Regions from separate parts of the Mus musculus genome. Here all the other regions are linked to region 2. A link is a contact called in public HiChIP or PLAC-seq data. All regions are on one chromosome and are shown on one strand. Each heading gives the region's core, a stretch centred on a gene start, on an enhancer-like site or on the middle of the called end of the contact. The rest is flanking DNA. Distances are from core to core; before and after follow the strand shown. Region 1 holds the start of Orai3 (ORAI calcium release-activated calcium modulator 3). Region 2 holds the start of Ypel3 (yippee like 3). Region 3 holds the start of 9130019O22Rik (RIKEN cDNA 9130019O22 gene).

Region 1 (4,878 bases), core at 2,227-4,726, 990 kb after region 2:
GCTCGGCCTGCATGTTTATACTACTCAGGTCTACCTGCCCAGGGTGGCACTGCCCATAGGGTGGCACTGCCCATAATGAGCTGGGCCATCTCATGTCATGAATTGAACATGATATGAACATAAAAAATATATATATGCCCTCACAGACTAGCCTGCAGGTTAATCTGGTGGAGAACTTTTTTTGTTGTTGTTTTTTGTTTTTTGAGACAGGGTTTCTCTGTATAGCCCTGGCTGTCCTGGAACTCACTCTGTAGACCAGGCTGGCCTCGAACTCAGAAATCCGCCTGCCTCTGCCTTCCAAGTGCTGGGATTAAAGGTGTGAGTCACCACTGCCCGACAGTGGAGAACATTCTTAAGTTGACATTTTCTTTGCAGATGAAGACACACTAGCTTGTGTCAAGTTGACAAAAGAACAAAACAAAAAGCCTAACCTGCACACACCACCAGAAAAGGTCAGGTAGAGAAGAGATACTATTTCATTTGTGTTTGAGAATGCTTTTCTTGATACCAGAAAGTAGATCGGGCATTAGCACTCAGGAGGTAGAGGTGGGAGAATTGTTGCTAATTTGAGGCCAAGTAGGTCTACACAGGCAATTCAGTCCAGGCAGAGTTACATAGCAAGGGTGTGGGGAGGGTGCCTGCAGTCAGACCGGGTTCTGGTGCAGAACGAATGAAAGGAGTTCAAGCAAGCCTGTTGTTGAGCCTCTGTAGTCACGGGAGGGTGGAGGGTGCTGTTTATTGGATAATGGGTAAAGACACCGAGCATCCTACTAGGGACAGAGCATTGAGCAAAAGTTCCTGCTTGCTTGGAACTGCCGTTTCTATGGAGGGAGGAAAGGGTCAAAAAGCAAAAATGTATACAGTGTATCAGATCCCTGAGATGGGGGCTTAGGACTGAGGAATGTTGAGACTTGAGAGCTCTCCCGGAAGGTTTCCCTGAGGGGATAGGAGCAGGTCAGCTGAGATGCCACGTGTTGCTGTGAAGAGCCAGTCATGTGGAGCAGCAGCAGTTGAGGAGACTCCCTTGTTGGGAGCAGGTGTAGGGCAGATAATGAAGACCACGAGGACAGGCTGGGAGGAGCGCTAATACTACTTTATCTGCCTAGGGCAAACTGAGAGTCGAGGCCGACTGCAGGGGGTGGCAGAACTTCGCCTAGCTGGTCTGGAGCTCACAGATGCCTCCCTGAGGCTCCTGTTGCGCCACGCTCCCCAGCTCAGTGCCCTGGACCTGAGTCACTGCGCCCACGTTGGGGACCCCAGTGTCCACCTCCTCACGGCTCCTACTTCCCCTCTTCGAGAAACACTGGTGCACCTCAATCTCGCTGGTAAGTGCGATCCCCCGTGTGAAGTCCCTGTCTACCGTGTGCTACCTCCTTAGCTGTCTAATCTCAACTGCTGCTGCCCCTTACGCAGGGTGCCACCGCCTCACGGACCACTGCCTTCCACTGTTCCGTCGATGCCCACGTCTTCGCCGCCTGGACCTACGCTCCTGCCGCCAGCTCTCACCTGAAGCTTGTGCCCGGTTGGCGGCTGCTGGGCCCCCTGGCCCCTTTCGCTGCCCAGAAGAGAAACTGCTTCTCAAGGACAGCTAGTTGGGTGCCGATGCCCCCTTCCCTTCCCTTCCCCAGGACTCAGCCAGAGAACCTGGACCTCTTGCCTTCATTTCACCCCCTGTTGGGAGGCCAGGTTATTTTCTTCATGACTTGGCACTCCTCAGTTTAATGACTTGGGATTCCTGCCCAGGGACTTGAGCCAGCCTTCCCTCTCTCCCACCTGCACTGATATCTCTGGGGGTCTTTGCTTCCCATCTCTCCCTTTCACCTGCTTCATTGTCCATCCCCTCTGGGGAGTGGGTCAAGAGGTACTGGGGAGGTGCTGAGCCAAAGGGATGGTGGGAGGGAGGGGCGGTGAAGGTGCAAGTCTGGAGTAGGGAAAATGAGGTGACATGGTATCTTGTACACAGGATACTGGGGGCTGGGGGAGGCGATGGATGGGTGTGGGGAGGGCAGAAATCAGACCAACAAGGGTTCAGGGAACAAAGACCAGTTGGGTGGGATGGGGGGCCAAAAAGGGAAAACAGAGGAGCAATTGGGGATCCGAGTGTCAAGACAGGGGGCGCTACAAGCCAGGTAATGCCAGGACTGGGGGCTGGGAGAGGAGCAGATGTGGGGATAGTACCCTCTGCGTAGGGTTGCCTCTCTCCCCTTCCCTCTACCCAGATTTCAGTTTTCCCCGACCTTGACTCCTTGAACGTCACTGAAAATGGCAGCTATTGCAAGGAGTAGGGGCCGCGGGTCTACCTGCTGTTAAGCTCGGTGGCCCAGGGGAGTGGTGAGGGGTAGCCCAGACCCCTGCCTGGCTCTCTACACAATACTTGAACATTCATCTGTACTGAAGTGTTACTTGAACCGGGGGAATCTCGGACTTGGGGGAGTGTGATGTGAGGGGACCAGCTTGACCGAGACTGGGCTATGGGTACCCAGTTTGGACTGTCCCACCCCTAGCTCTCTTGCATTACTGTCTTGAACAGCTCCACCCTTCACTTGAGTTGGGGTGGGGAAATGTCAGCTTAAAGATGGGCAAGATGGGACTCCTCCAGTTTGGCTCTTCCCATTCTTTCATCGTCATGGAAACTCGTGTCCCATTTGCCCAGGGAACTGCCACTCCTGGTTGCCATGGAAATAGCAGCCAATGGACACCTCCGGAAATCAGTGCTAAGACTGGAAACGGTCCCTCTTAGTTGCTGTGGGAACTTAGTAACAGACTCTTGGCACCTCCCCTCTTCCCACCCCTTTCCTTCTTCCAGTGTGGGGGTGGGGTCTCAAGAGCCTGAGGGAGGAGTCAGGTCTAGGTCCCACTCAACTTAGGCCAGGGGGAACTGGATTGTACTACATGGGGGTGGGGGGAGGGGAATCTATCCACATACCTCAGGTAACAGGAAGGTGCGCGGGTTGGGGGCGGGGGCTGGGCGGACCAAAGGCAGGAGGGGGGGCCTGGGGTTGGAGAAAGGCTTGACGGTGGGGCCGCTTGCGGGAGGGGAGGAGGCACCCCGGCGAGGGACAAGTGGGGCACCCAGCCGGGCTGGACCCCTAACCCCACAAGTCTGTACAATAAGGTTTGCTATAAAACTCAGAATCTAGCCGGGGCCGCTGACTTTTTGTGTCTGTCTGCGGTGTCGAGTCTGAGTGGTGGGTAGGGATGGTGGAAGGGGCTCCTTTGGTCTCTGGGAGGAAAATGGGCTTAATTTTCCTGAGATGACTGCTCAAAGAGGAGTGTGGAAGTCTGGACACCTGTGAATGTCCAGGTACATACACTGGGTGGTCTGAGGCCAGCAAAGTCCCAGCAAAAGCTGAGGCTGAGCATTCACGTCGTGGCCTGGGTTAGAGGGTCCCTTGAGATCTCTGCCCGTGGGCAGACTGCAGGGGTTCGTCTCACGGCTCCACCCAATCATGTGGTCACCGGGCTCCGCCCCTGCCCCAGTTCCTGTTTCGGCCCCTGGGCCTTCTAGACGCGTCCGTAACTGTTCCCGCTGGGTCTGCCTTGCCACCCAGGATGGGGTCCCACCCGCGCTTGGGCCGTCCCTTCTTGGGGATACAAGGCGCCTCGGCCCCTCCTTGACCATCTGCGCTTGTGGTGTAACTGCTCTCAGGATGAAGGGCGGCGAGGGGGACACGGGCGAACAGGCCCCGCTGAACCCGGAGGTGGACAGCCCCGCGGGCTCAGCCACGTACCGGGAGTTCGTGCACCGCGGCTACCTGGACCTTATGGGGGCCAGTCAGCACTCTCTGCGGGCGCTCAGCTGGCGCCGCCTCTACCTCAGCCGGGCTAAGCTCAAAGCCTCCAGCCGCACATCTGCTCTGCTGTCGGGCTTCGCCATGGTGAGGGGTGGGAGGGGGTACACGGGGTGGGTAAAGCACGTGGTGGGAGAAGTCAAGAAAATGGGTCCCCAGTACTGGACTGAATAAAAGGGTTTCTTTAGGATAAAAGAAGGAGCTAAGTCCCAAGGGACTGGAAAAACCCTTTATGTCGGGCACAGCTCTAGGAATATAAACAGACTGAAGATCGGTCCCAGAAATGCCGTGGAAGAAGGGAGTAAAGAGGTCAGCAGATGCAGACTGGTGGGGGGAAAGTCTGAAGTGGCTTAGTTACCAAGTCCTCGAGAGTTGAAAGGCAGTCAAAGCTGAATGAGAGCCTATATCAACCAGATCGGGGAAGGGGGATAGTGTATGTGAGAGTCATTTGACTGAAGGGCCCACCTCTCAGAAGGCACAGAGAATTGCCGGGAAAACTAAGAAACCATGAGGAAGCTGCTGGGGAAGGAAGCTGATCAGGGAGCTAGCAGATAAGTCTGATAAACTGCAGGTGTGGGAGGATAATGTCAGCTAACGGTCCCAGCAGTGGCCCCGGGAAGTGGAACTGAAGATTCCAGAGTGTGGCCTGCAGATGTGTCCTGGTTCCTCCCTACTTAGGGCCAGCTGTGCGGCCCCAAGTCGACATCCACTCCAGTTGCCATCTTTAGGAAGTTGTGACATCATAGAAGGTGCTGTCTCTGTGGTCTGCCAAGCTTTTGTCCAGGAGGATGTGGGATTCTTATGGAGACCCCCTAGAACTAGGTGTGTTAGAACAAGCTCCGCTTAGCAAAGGAGGCTCTTCTAGAACAGTGTGCTATCTAGACTACATGGAAGCTGCTGTTTAGACAAGGATGCTCCGCAGGGTATGGGTGTGGAGTGAAGCTCTGCTAGTTTCAGTTTTCTTCACACTTGGGGGGAGGGCACCCTTCATAATGTACCCTTGTGTAAATAGGCCTTGGAGGGAGCTAAGGTGAGGGCATATAAAAGTAACTTAGGTCAATACCTCCCTTTTTTCTGCAACCTCAAT
Region 2 (4,315 bases), core at 64-2,563:
GTTCATGGAACAAGGGGTTGGAGGGTCGATTCGGGAGGCTAAAAAGATGGCATTAGCGGCTGGGGATGGAAGTTGGTGGTAGAAGGCTTGCATACCATGAATGCAGCTCAGAGTTTACTGCAAGCAAGTGCACATAGCATCTTAGGAGAGATCAAGAAAGCCTGTGGTGAGCTAGGCCTAGGCTTTAACCTCAGTACTTGGAAGGCAGAGGCAGGTGGATTTCTGTGAGTTATAATGCCAGGGCTACAAAGTGAGACTCTGCCCACTGACACCCCTGCAAATAAAAGCCTGGGGGTGTCAGTAGGCTGGCCCACTTGTTCCACTACATTCCAGACCCAGCAGAGTGGCACCACACCCTGTGCCAGCTTGGCCTCCACTCTAAAGCATGCTAGCCCAAGCGTCCTGGACCTAGACTCTAGAGATTCAGAGATGAGTGGTTGTCCTGAAACCATTAAGAGACCCAGGCATATGCAAGGGACGGAATTTCCTCATGTTACTGATGTTGGGCACCTTATGTGCTGAGCTGTACTGCAGCAGGCAGGCATGGATTAGCTCGCAGGCTCTCCCACAGTACCTGCTGTCCACTTTCTGATCTCCAACATTGGAGTTCATTTAATAAATATTCCCAGTGCAGCACTTTTCAAGCCTGCCTGGTTCCTGGGACTCTGCAGTGAACACAAGTCTAAGTATACCAGACACACGATTAAACAGACATTTTCACTGGGGTCAGACCTACAGAAACCTCGAGGTCAGGCATACCAGAGAATGCCTGGAGCAGATGATGCTCAGCAGTAGAGATTTTTAAAGCGTTGGTTCCTGGGAGTCTAATAGAAGGACACCTTTAGTTCCCTTCTAACAATCTGTTCCACGTGCTTGGGAAAAGTGTGAATTCCAACTTTGACTCTTACCATCTGGATAATCTCTGGAGAGGATCTCTTCTCCAAGCCTCAGGAAACTGGTCAAATGGAGACAGTGGTCTGTGGATAAACGAAGACAATTACGACTATTTCCCAGGGGTTTGCATACAGATAACACGCTCTTATTAGCCCCATGCCGGGTTAGGATCCTTGTCTCTGAGCACCCGAGATAGCAGAGCAGCAGAGGTGCAATCACGCCCGGGTTAGCCTCTGGGTTAGGCTGCAAGTCGTAGCCGCATTTCCGGGCGAGACGGCTAGCGGGAGCCCGGAGCAGGGGGAAGGGCAGCCCAGCCTGCGCTGGCCGCCGTATGACGCGCCCCCTCATTTGCATGAGGCGCTCCGATTGGCCACGAAGGCCGCCGGGACAGGAGGCCGGCCCCCTCCCCCTCCCGCCGCAGCCGCGGCAGCAGCTGGTCTCGGTGTAAACAAGTCGAGGCGGCTGTGAACCGGGCCGGGGGGGACGGCGCCCATCAGGAGCGCCCCCCACTCCCAGGCCAGGCCACCCCGCGGACCGGGCCCTCCACGCGCCCAGGCGAGGTGAGGCCTGGACCGACGTCTCTGCGCGTTGCCCCGCGCCCCCGCCCCGCAAGCGAGGACTGCCCCTTCCCCCGCGCACGCCCCCATCCCCTCGCCCCAGGTGAGCCCCGGGGTCTCAGGTAAGGCTTGGCGATGCAGGTAAGATTCCCCTCGGCGGAGATGAGGCTCAGCGCCTGCAGGTAAAAACCCCTCCTCTCTCTAGGGGACCCTCTTCCTTTGGGGAGGCCTGCCTCCTCCAGGTGAGAGACCCTTTCCCCAAGCGAACTCCATATACCCCACATTTGCCCTATCACTAGTCCAACTAGGGTCCCAAGGACCAGTCAGTTTCTGCCCCCCCCCCCCATTCCTCAAAACTGAAAACTGGCAGCCCATCCACTCTGAAGCCCCTTCTTCACGTTTCAGATGCCAGTTCAGATGCCAGCTCAGCAGGGGTGAGGCCAGAAGCTGGTGGGTGACTCACCTAGAGCTCCTCCTAGCCTCAGTTTACCCGCTGATGCAACCTGAGGCCTCCTCAGTGAGTCAAAACTGAGATGACTCTGGTCCCTGGTGAGACTGCTGGCTCTAGGGAAAGGAGAGAGCAGCCAAGTGTGACAGAGTCCCCATAGTTCTGGGCTTGTCTACATGTGTGTGGCCTTAGTCCTGATCGTCCACCTCTCCTTCCTGGCAGGCACTGGGCTCCCTCTGCTCCCCGTGGGCCGCTCCCCGCGTGGGGCCACTGCCCTTGGCCCCCGCCATGGTGCGGATTTCAAAGCCCAAGACGTTTCAGGCCTACTTGGATGACTGTCACCGGAGGTATAGCTGTGCCCACTGCCGTGCTCACCTGGCCAACCACGACGACCTCATCTCCAAGGTAAGCAGGTCACATTTTAGTCTAGAATGGCAATGGGCTGCCTGGCAACTCCCCACCAATAGCCCTAACCCCCTCCTCTCGTCTCCCCACTACCCTCCAGTCCTTCCAGGGCAGTCAGGGACGTGCCTACCTCTTCAACTCTGTGTGAGTATTCATCTCCTTCCTTTCTTTTCCTGACCTCTGTTGTGACCTGTGACTCCCTGGTATGCTGATATTCCCAGAGTCCCTTGTTTCTGACAGGAAGCCATGATCAGGCTCCTCTTAGAGGCTAAGACCAGACACTTAACATACTAGCTAGAGGGTGGCTCTGGGCTGCTGAGACCCTCCCTGGGACTACCCTTTGTCCCCACAGAGTGAATGTGGGCTGCGGGCCAGCAGAAGAGCGGGTGCTGCTGACAGGTCTTCATGCTGTCGCTGACATCCACTGTGAGAACTGCAAGACCACTTTGGGCTGGAAATATGTGAGTTTGAGATCTCTGACCCTAGGCTGGCCTTTGACCTAACCTCATCCCTTCTTCCTTAAAAGTATCTGCCTTTGCCTTTCAGAGTACCAGTGGCCCAGCACAAACTGGCTTTCTTTCCCCAGTGACTGGCGTTTGTCCATTGCAGGGCTTTGAGGGTGTTCTCTTCCCTCGAAGGATTTGCACCCCTGTCCTAGATGATTAGCATCATGTAGAATCACCATTTATCAATTGCTTATCTGCCATGCATGTGAACACATGGCACATAGTCTCTCGATCATTACAGCTATTCTGGTGGCAGAGTCTGTTCCAGAAGACAAGGAGGTCTGAAGATGCTAGGACATTTGCCCAAGATCACACAACTAAGACTCTGTAGCAATGTGGAAACTAGGTCCCCAGATCTCTGCATAGCTCCTGTCACTTCTGATGCTGTCTAGCATCTGATTTCACAACCTCAAGTCTCATTTCCTTACCTGGCATGGGAGCATAAAGCCACTACCTGGCACAGAATATCATTGTGAGAGTCAGATTACACGTAACAAAGTTATTCCTTATACACTTGAGGATAGCATAGGGAATTGGGCACTTGGCATGTTTCTAGAAGCTGGATGCCCCATTGCAAAGACAGTCCTAATCTTACTTTACCTCTGACCCTGCCACAGATTTCCTGTGTGTCTTTGCACAGGTGGCTTGGCCCCTCTGAAATCCTAAAATGTAGCCTAGACCAGAGGTTAAAAACTCAAATGTCAGCAGTGTGTGGTGGCGCACGCCTTTAATCTCAGCACTGAGGAAGCAGAGGCAGATGATGTCTGAGTTCTAGGCCAGCCTAGTGAGCTCCAGGACACCCAGGGCTATGTAGACCCTGTCTCAAAGTACAACAAAATCCTTCAAATGTCTATAAGACCAAGCAGAACCGGGCGTGGTGGCACACGCCTTTAATCCCAGCACTTGGGAGGCAGAGGCAGGCGGATTTCTGAGTTCAAGGCCAACCTGGTCTACTGAGTGAGTTCCAGGACAGCCAGGACTGCACAGAGAAACCCTGTCTCGAAAAACAAAAGCAAAAACAAAACAAAAAAAGAGCAAGCAGATACTGTGGGTTTATAAATGGGTAGATATAGGGCAGAGAAAGCAGGCTGGGGCAAAATGAAGTGAGTATATATATAGTTATCATTTAGTTGTAAGTTTTATTGTTTTTTTTTTTTTTTTAATGTGGTGCTTGTATTGAATCCAGGCCCTCCCACAAGATAAACATCCCCAACTCCTAAAGTTGTTTATATTAAGCTCTCTGCTATCTAAACAAAACTACCTTAGGTTGAAATGGCCCTTAGGCCACCAGTTTGTAATCCTTGGACCTTGAAATCTTGTAGGGGCTTCCAAATCCTCCCTGTTGGAGCTGTCATTGATTTTCAGAACTACCCGTGCTTCAGAGTTCTCTCTCTTCCCAGTGAGGAAAAGTGGTGTCTGGGCAGGCAGCTGAGCTTCTCTGGGCCACAGGGTTTTTTGTTTTTTGTTTTTCATATATAAACCAAGACCAATGGTATTCATTCCCA
Region 3 (4,915 bases), core at 2,283-4,782, 610 kb after region 2:
TGGACCACAGAACTCTTCTGTCTTGTTTGCTGGGCTGAATATTTTGGATTTTTTCCAGAGAACCTACAAACTTAGGCCTTTGGTACATGTCATAGATACTTTGGTTTTTAAACCGTAATAAATTACAGTTGTAATTTTATTTATTTTTAGATGCAGTCTCAGGTGACCCAAACTGGTCTCAAATTTCTGATCTTCCTGTCTCTACCTCCCCAGTGCGGGGATCACAGGCAGGAACCACCACACCAGGCTCTTGACCAGTAACTCAATCCCGGAGAATGCAGCTGGCTCAACCCACACAGAGCCATCAACTTTAGCCTCTGCATTAAAGACACAATGACTTCAACGAGGCTCTCTTCATCCTCAGGCTTCTCAATACTTCTGAGCCAGGAAAAGGCCCTCGCTTCTCATGGAGCTCTAGTGGGGTTGCCCAGCCCAGCCCAGCCCAATAGACGCCAAGATGACGGTACATCCGGAGTGTGTGCAGATGCATCTGAAAATCACCAAAAAGACTACCCGGTGCCCAGACCAGCAGTACCTAGAACGTCTGTGACTTCTGGAGGATGCTATAGGTCATTCTCTGGGCTTCATAATGTACATATCTCACCCTCTATGTTGGCGCCTTTAAGACCATCACCCGCACTTTTGGAATAACTCTGGGTAATGCTAGAAGCCCACAGGTGGATCCGGGTCCTCTTGTCTAGGGTCCAGGGATATAGATAACTGATTGGCTTTTTTGTCCTTATGGCCTTTAGCTCCTGGTCTATGGACCCACTGGTGGCTTGTCATAGCTGACTTTGTGCGAAACTGCCTGCCACATTGAGGGCAGGGGTAAGGACGCTCGCCAGTGTGGGTCCTCCTATGGGCTGGAATTTCAGAGCTCTGGCGAAAGCAGCGACCACAATCAGGGCATGAATAAGGCTTTTCACCTGTATGGATGCGCATGTGCCGCCGAAGATATTTGGAATCCGCAAAGGCACTGCCACAGTGAGTGCAAGAAAAGGGGGTCACACCGCTGTGTACCACTCGCTGGTGCTCACGGAACGCAGATCTCTGGCTGAAGCAGCGTCCACAATCAGCACAACAGTAAGGCTTCTCCCCAGTGTGGACACGGAGATGGCTGGTGAGTGAAGAGCGCCGTGTGAAAGTCCTGCCACAGTGAGAGCAGCGATGAGGCTGCTCCATTCGGTGTATGGCCCGGTGCCTGCTCAGGGAAGATGGCCGACCAAAGGACTTGCAGCAATCAGGGCAATTGAATGACTTTTCGCCTGTGTGAGAGTACATGTGATCCACCAATGTGCACCGCTGGGTAAAACCCTTCCCACAGTCAGGACACTGGTGTGGCCGTTCCCCTCGGTGTATGGCTCGGTGCGAGCTCAGGGAAGAATACCGGCCGAAGCGTTTGTTGCAGTCTGGGCACTGAAACGGCTTTTCACCTGTGTGAGAGTACATGTGTGCCACCAAAGTGCACCGCTGGGTAAAACTCTTCCCACAGTCAGGACACTGATGCAGCCGTTCCCCTCGGTGTATGGCTCGGTGAGTGCTCAGGGAAGAAGGCCGGCTGAAGCGTTTGTTGCAGTCTGGGCACTGAAACGGCTTTTCACCTGTGTGAGTGTACATGTGTGCCACCAGTTTGGACCGCTGGGTAAAACTCTTCCCACAGTCAGGACACTGATGCGGTCGTTCCCCTCGGTGTATGGCTCGGTGAGTGCTCAGGGAAGAATACCGGCCAAATCGTTTGTTGCAGTCTGGGCACTGAAACGGCTTTTCACCTGTGTGAGTGTACATGTGTGCCTCCAACGTGGACCGCCGGGCAAAACTCTTCCCACACAAATTGCAGTCGTGACACTTGTCTGCCCTTAGGACCGTGGCTTGAACACCACTAGGGGAGACAGCAAATGAGAGTTGTGGCTCCTTCTGCCCAGGTTCTGGAGAAAATGTCTTCTGCATTGCTTCAGTCTCTTCCCTTGGTCTCTTCCTTTCCTTCTCGTGCCTGCAATCTGCTGGGAGACCATGACAAAGCTCAGACTCTGACTTCTACTGCCCCTTAATTTCCACAGCCCCACATGGGGCCAGACTGGACACAGGAGTGGAGAGGCCACAGCATCTGAGCATGTGCAGTGGGCAGATGTCCAGATGCAGCATAAAGAAAGGGGTCTGTGGCCTGGCTTGGTGGTGCACACCTTTAATCCCAGCACTTAGGAGGCAGAAGCAGGCAGATTTCTGAGTTCGAGGCCAGCGTGGTCTACAGAGTGAGTTCCAGGACAGCCAAGACTACACAGAGAAACCCTCTCCAAAAAAGAAATGAAGCTGGGCATGGTGGCACACGCCTTTAATCCCAGCACTTGGGAGGCAGAGGCAGGTGGATTTCTGAGTTCGAGGTCAGCCTGGTCTACAGAGTGAGTTCCAGGACAGCCAGAGCTACACAGAGAAACCCTGTCTCTAAAATCAAAACAAACAAACAAATAAACAAACAAAAAAAAAAAAGAAAAAAGAAGAGAAGAGAAGAGAAGAGAAGAGAAGAGAAGAGAAGAGAAGAGAAGAGGTCTGTGTGGTGCCCTTTCCGAAGTGCAGTGAGCTAAGCACTTCTCAGAGGTGGAAAGCAAGAGCTGAAGGAGACTCCAGAAGGCAGCCACAGTGATGGCAGCAGAGGAGTGGGAACGAGGGGCTACAACCCGTACAGCCTAGTGGCCCTGTATATACGAGGTGAGAGCACTGGACAGAACAATCACAGCCCCTGTCTAGATGAATCCAGGGGCCAGCCATCATGGCTTTGGCCAGGAAACAGCAAAATAAGAAGAAACTGCCAGGCAGTAAGTGCAGTCACTAGAAGACACCACACAGGCTGGCAACACAGAAGTTTCCCCAAGCAAGTACCCAGTCCTTCACCTGAGTGAACTTCTGTCCTGCACATGGCCACCTCTGGATCCTGGGCACAGGGTCCCCACACTTCGGACTCTTCCTCCACCCAGCAGATGAGTGCTGGTTTGGCGCATCCGACGTCTGTAGGGAAAGATAGCAAACCCACTAGTCAGGAGGACGACCCAGTTGGTTCTGACCGCCCGGGCCCAGGGCTCTCTGCTGCCACGCAGGACCCACGGTGTCACAGGCATCGCGACCACGGCGGCCAGGAAGGTTCTCACCGAGATAGGCCAGGAGACCGTAGGTCTCGCGCATCACCTCTCGGTACAGGGCTCTCTGCGCCGGCCGCAGATACCTCCACTCCTCCGGGGAGAAGTACACGGCCACGTCCGCGAAGTTCACAGCCCAGGGTTTACAGAACACAGGCGGTACCGAGGCCTCGTCCAGTGCAATCCGCTGCGCCATGGGGACTCCCCTCACAGACCCTGGGTCAGTCTCGCACGCCTGGGATTGCCTGCCCAGTCCAAGGTGTCCGTGGTCGGGTACCAGGGCTGAAAAGGGACAGGAACCAGGTCTGTGTGCACCTTAATGTAGGTGAAAATTGAAAACTGATAGGAGCACAGTGGAGATTTCCTGAAGACCGCTTAAAAGTGTGGACTTGGGCGCGGCGTCTCAGGGTCCTGCCCAGGGTTGCACCACGTGACTTCCTGCACCAATGTCTTCATGCCCTCATCAAAAATGGCCACAGAGTCTACAAATGCCAGTCTAAGAACAAGTTCCAGGCTGACAGGCCCACGTGAGACACCCTGCCTGTGAGGACCACATGCAGTTGAGGGTTTTAGGGTTCAGAAGACCCACAGCCCTCTCAAGGTCACCTAGGTGGAAGCGGCCTGTGAATAGATGTTTAGTATTTTATTTGTGGTCAGTGTTCATCTTGGAGCTAGAAGCAAGCCTGTGGAGGGAGGCCTGTTAATAAGCTTTTTTTTTTTTTTTTTAATTTCAACGAGTACTGTAGCTGTCTTCAGACACACCAGGAGATGGTTGTGAGGCATCGTGTGGTTGCTGGGATTTGAACTCAGAACCTTTAGGATGAGCAGTCTGTGCTCTTAGCTGCTGAGCCATCTCTCCAGCCCTGTTAATAAGCTATTAAATGAAGCAGGCCTCCAGTTGGGGTGGTTCCACCAGCTTAGTCTACAAATCTCAAACTAGTTGAGGAATACTGACTGCTCCTGATACAGATCAGAGATCACAGAGCTGATCTTTGATCAGCCAGGACACCTGGGACATTCCAGACCATCTAATCTTCTAAAAGGTTAGATGTACACCTGCCCATCTGGATTTCTCTGCCTCACTCATAGGAGGGAGTTAAGATATCTGGGCCATTTGTGAGAGTCCCTGGAAGAATGAGGTCCAACTCAGAGTCAGGTTTTAAGTCTGACTCATTGTTATTTTAATATAAAAATACCTACTTACAAAAGGGATATTATCCTATTTGTCATCATTCAGAGCTGTTTGTACTTTATAAAAAAAGACAAAGAAACCAGGGATATGTTGGTGGAGGCACAGTGTGGGGTAGGTGAATGGGGTACCTCTGTGAGCTCATGCTCAGGCATCCATTCCTCCAGAGGGACCAGCTCACGATGGTACAGTATAGAACAGAGTTCATTTAAGGCATGGGGAGGAGAGTTGACTGCTTAATAGAGACAGAGGCAGGGAGACAGAGAGAGAGGGAGAGAAGGGGGAAGGATAGAGGGATTGAGAGAGAAAGAGAGAGAGACAGAGAGAAGGAGTAGAACACATATAGAAGGGGGGAGGGGAATGGGGAGAGAAGGGACAGAGCAGAAGAGGATTAGAGAGCAAGAGAGCAAAAGGAGGGAGCAAGCAGACCCTTTTATAATGAGTCATGGCTGTTGGCAGGAAACTGGGGCAGAGCCTAGAAGAAATGTTAACATTCCCACATTTTGGTTTAATTTTAAAAAGGGAAAATTTCAAAGTGGTGATGGTGAAGCAGGAGTAGGGTTGTCATGATGTCTGACTATCATGATGTCTGACTACT

Evidence for each region. HiChIP or PLAC-seq counts read pairs in DNA pulled down with a chosen protein or histone mark.
Region 1: an H3K27ac HiChIP or PLAC-seq map of double positive thymocytes shows a contact between it and region 2, with 4 times the contacts expected there. The contact joins the promoter of Orai3 here to the promoter of Ypel3 in region 2. A contact is called at or near these places in 2 of 39 promoter capture datasets (both in embryonic stem cells), 1 of 484 Hi-C or Micro-C datasets (the CH12 cell line), 5 of 115 datasets of contacts at active chromatin or transcription factors (double positive thymocytes, embryonic forebrain, embryonic hindbrain and 2 more) and 2 of 9 other capture datasets (liver and macrophages).
Region 3: an HNF4G HiChIP or PLAC-seq map of pancreatic cancer cells shows a contact between it and region 2. The contact joins the promoter of 9130019O22Rik here to the promoter of Ypel3 in region 2. A contact is called at or near these places in 5 of 39 promoter capture datasets (fetal liver, hematopoietic stem and progenitor cells, hippocampal neurons and 2 more), 1 of 484 Hi-C or Micro-C datasets (embryonic stem cells), 2 of 115 datasets of contacts at active chromatin or transcription factors (embryonic stem cells and pancreatic cancer cells) and 2 of 9 other capture datasets (adipose tissue and liver).

What each region holds. Positions count from the first base shown.
Region 1 is chr7:127,766,339-127,771,216 of GRCm38.p6, forward strand. Orai3 (ORAI calcium release-activated calcium modulator 3) reads left to right here and starts at 3,477. Exons shown (of 2, transcript NM_198424.3): 1 at 3,477-3,878. The coding sequence starts at 3,651. It overlaps Fbxl19 (F-box and leucine-rich repeat protein 19), which reads left to right. Exons shown (of 11, transcript NM_172748.2): 10 at 1,107-1,325; 11 at 1,414-2,590. The coding sequence ends at 1,592.
Region 2 is chr7:126,775,650-126,779,964 of GRCm38.p6, forward strand. It overlaps Ypel3 (yippee like 3), which reads left to right and starts at 1,314. Exons shown (of 5, transcript NM_025347.3): 1 at 1,314-1,454; 2 at 2,122-2,304; 3 at 2,405-2,448; 4 at 2,657-2,765. The coding sequence starts at 2,188.
Region 3 is chr7:127,383,634-127,388,548 of GRCm38.p6, forward strand. 9130019O22Rik (RIKEN cDNA 9130019O22 gene) reads right to left here and starts at 3,533. Exons shown (of 3, transcript NM_030226.3): 1 at 3,141-3,533; 2 at 2,887-3,000; 3 at 1-1,997. The coding sequence starts at 3,324. The coding sequence ends at 664. It also overlaps a transcript of Zfp764 not described here.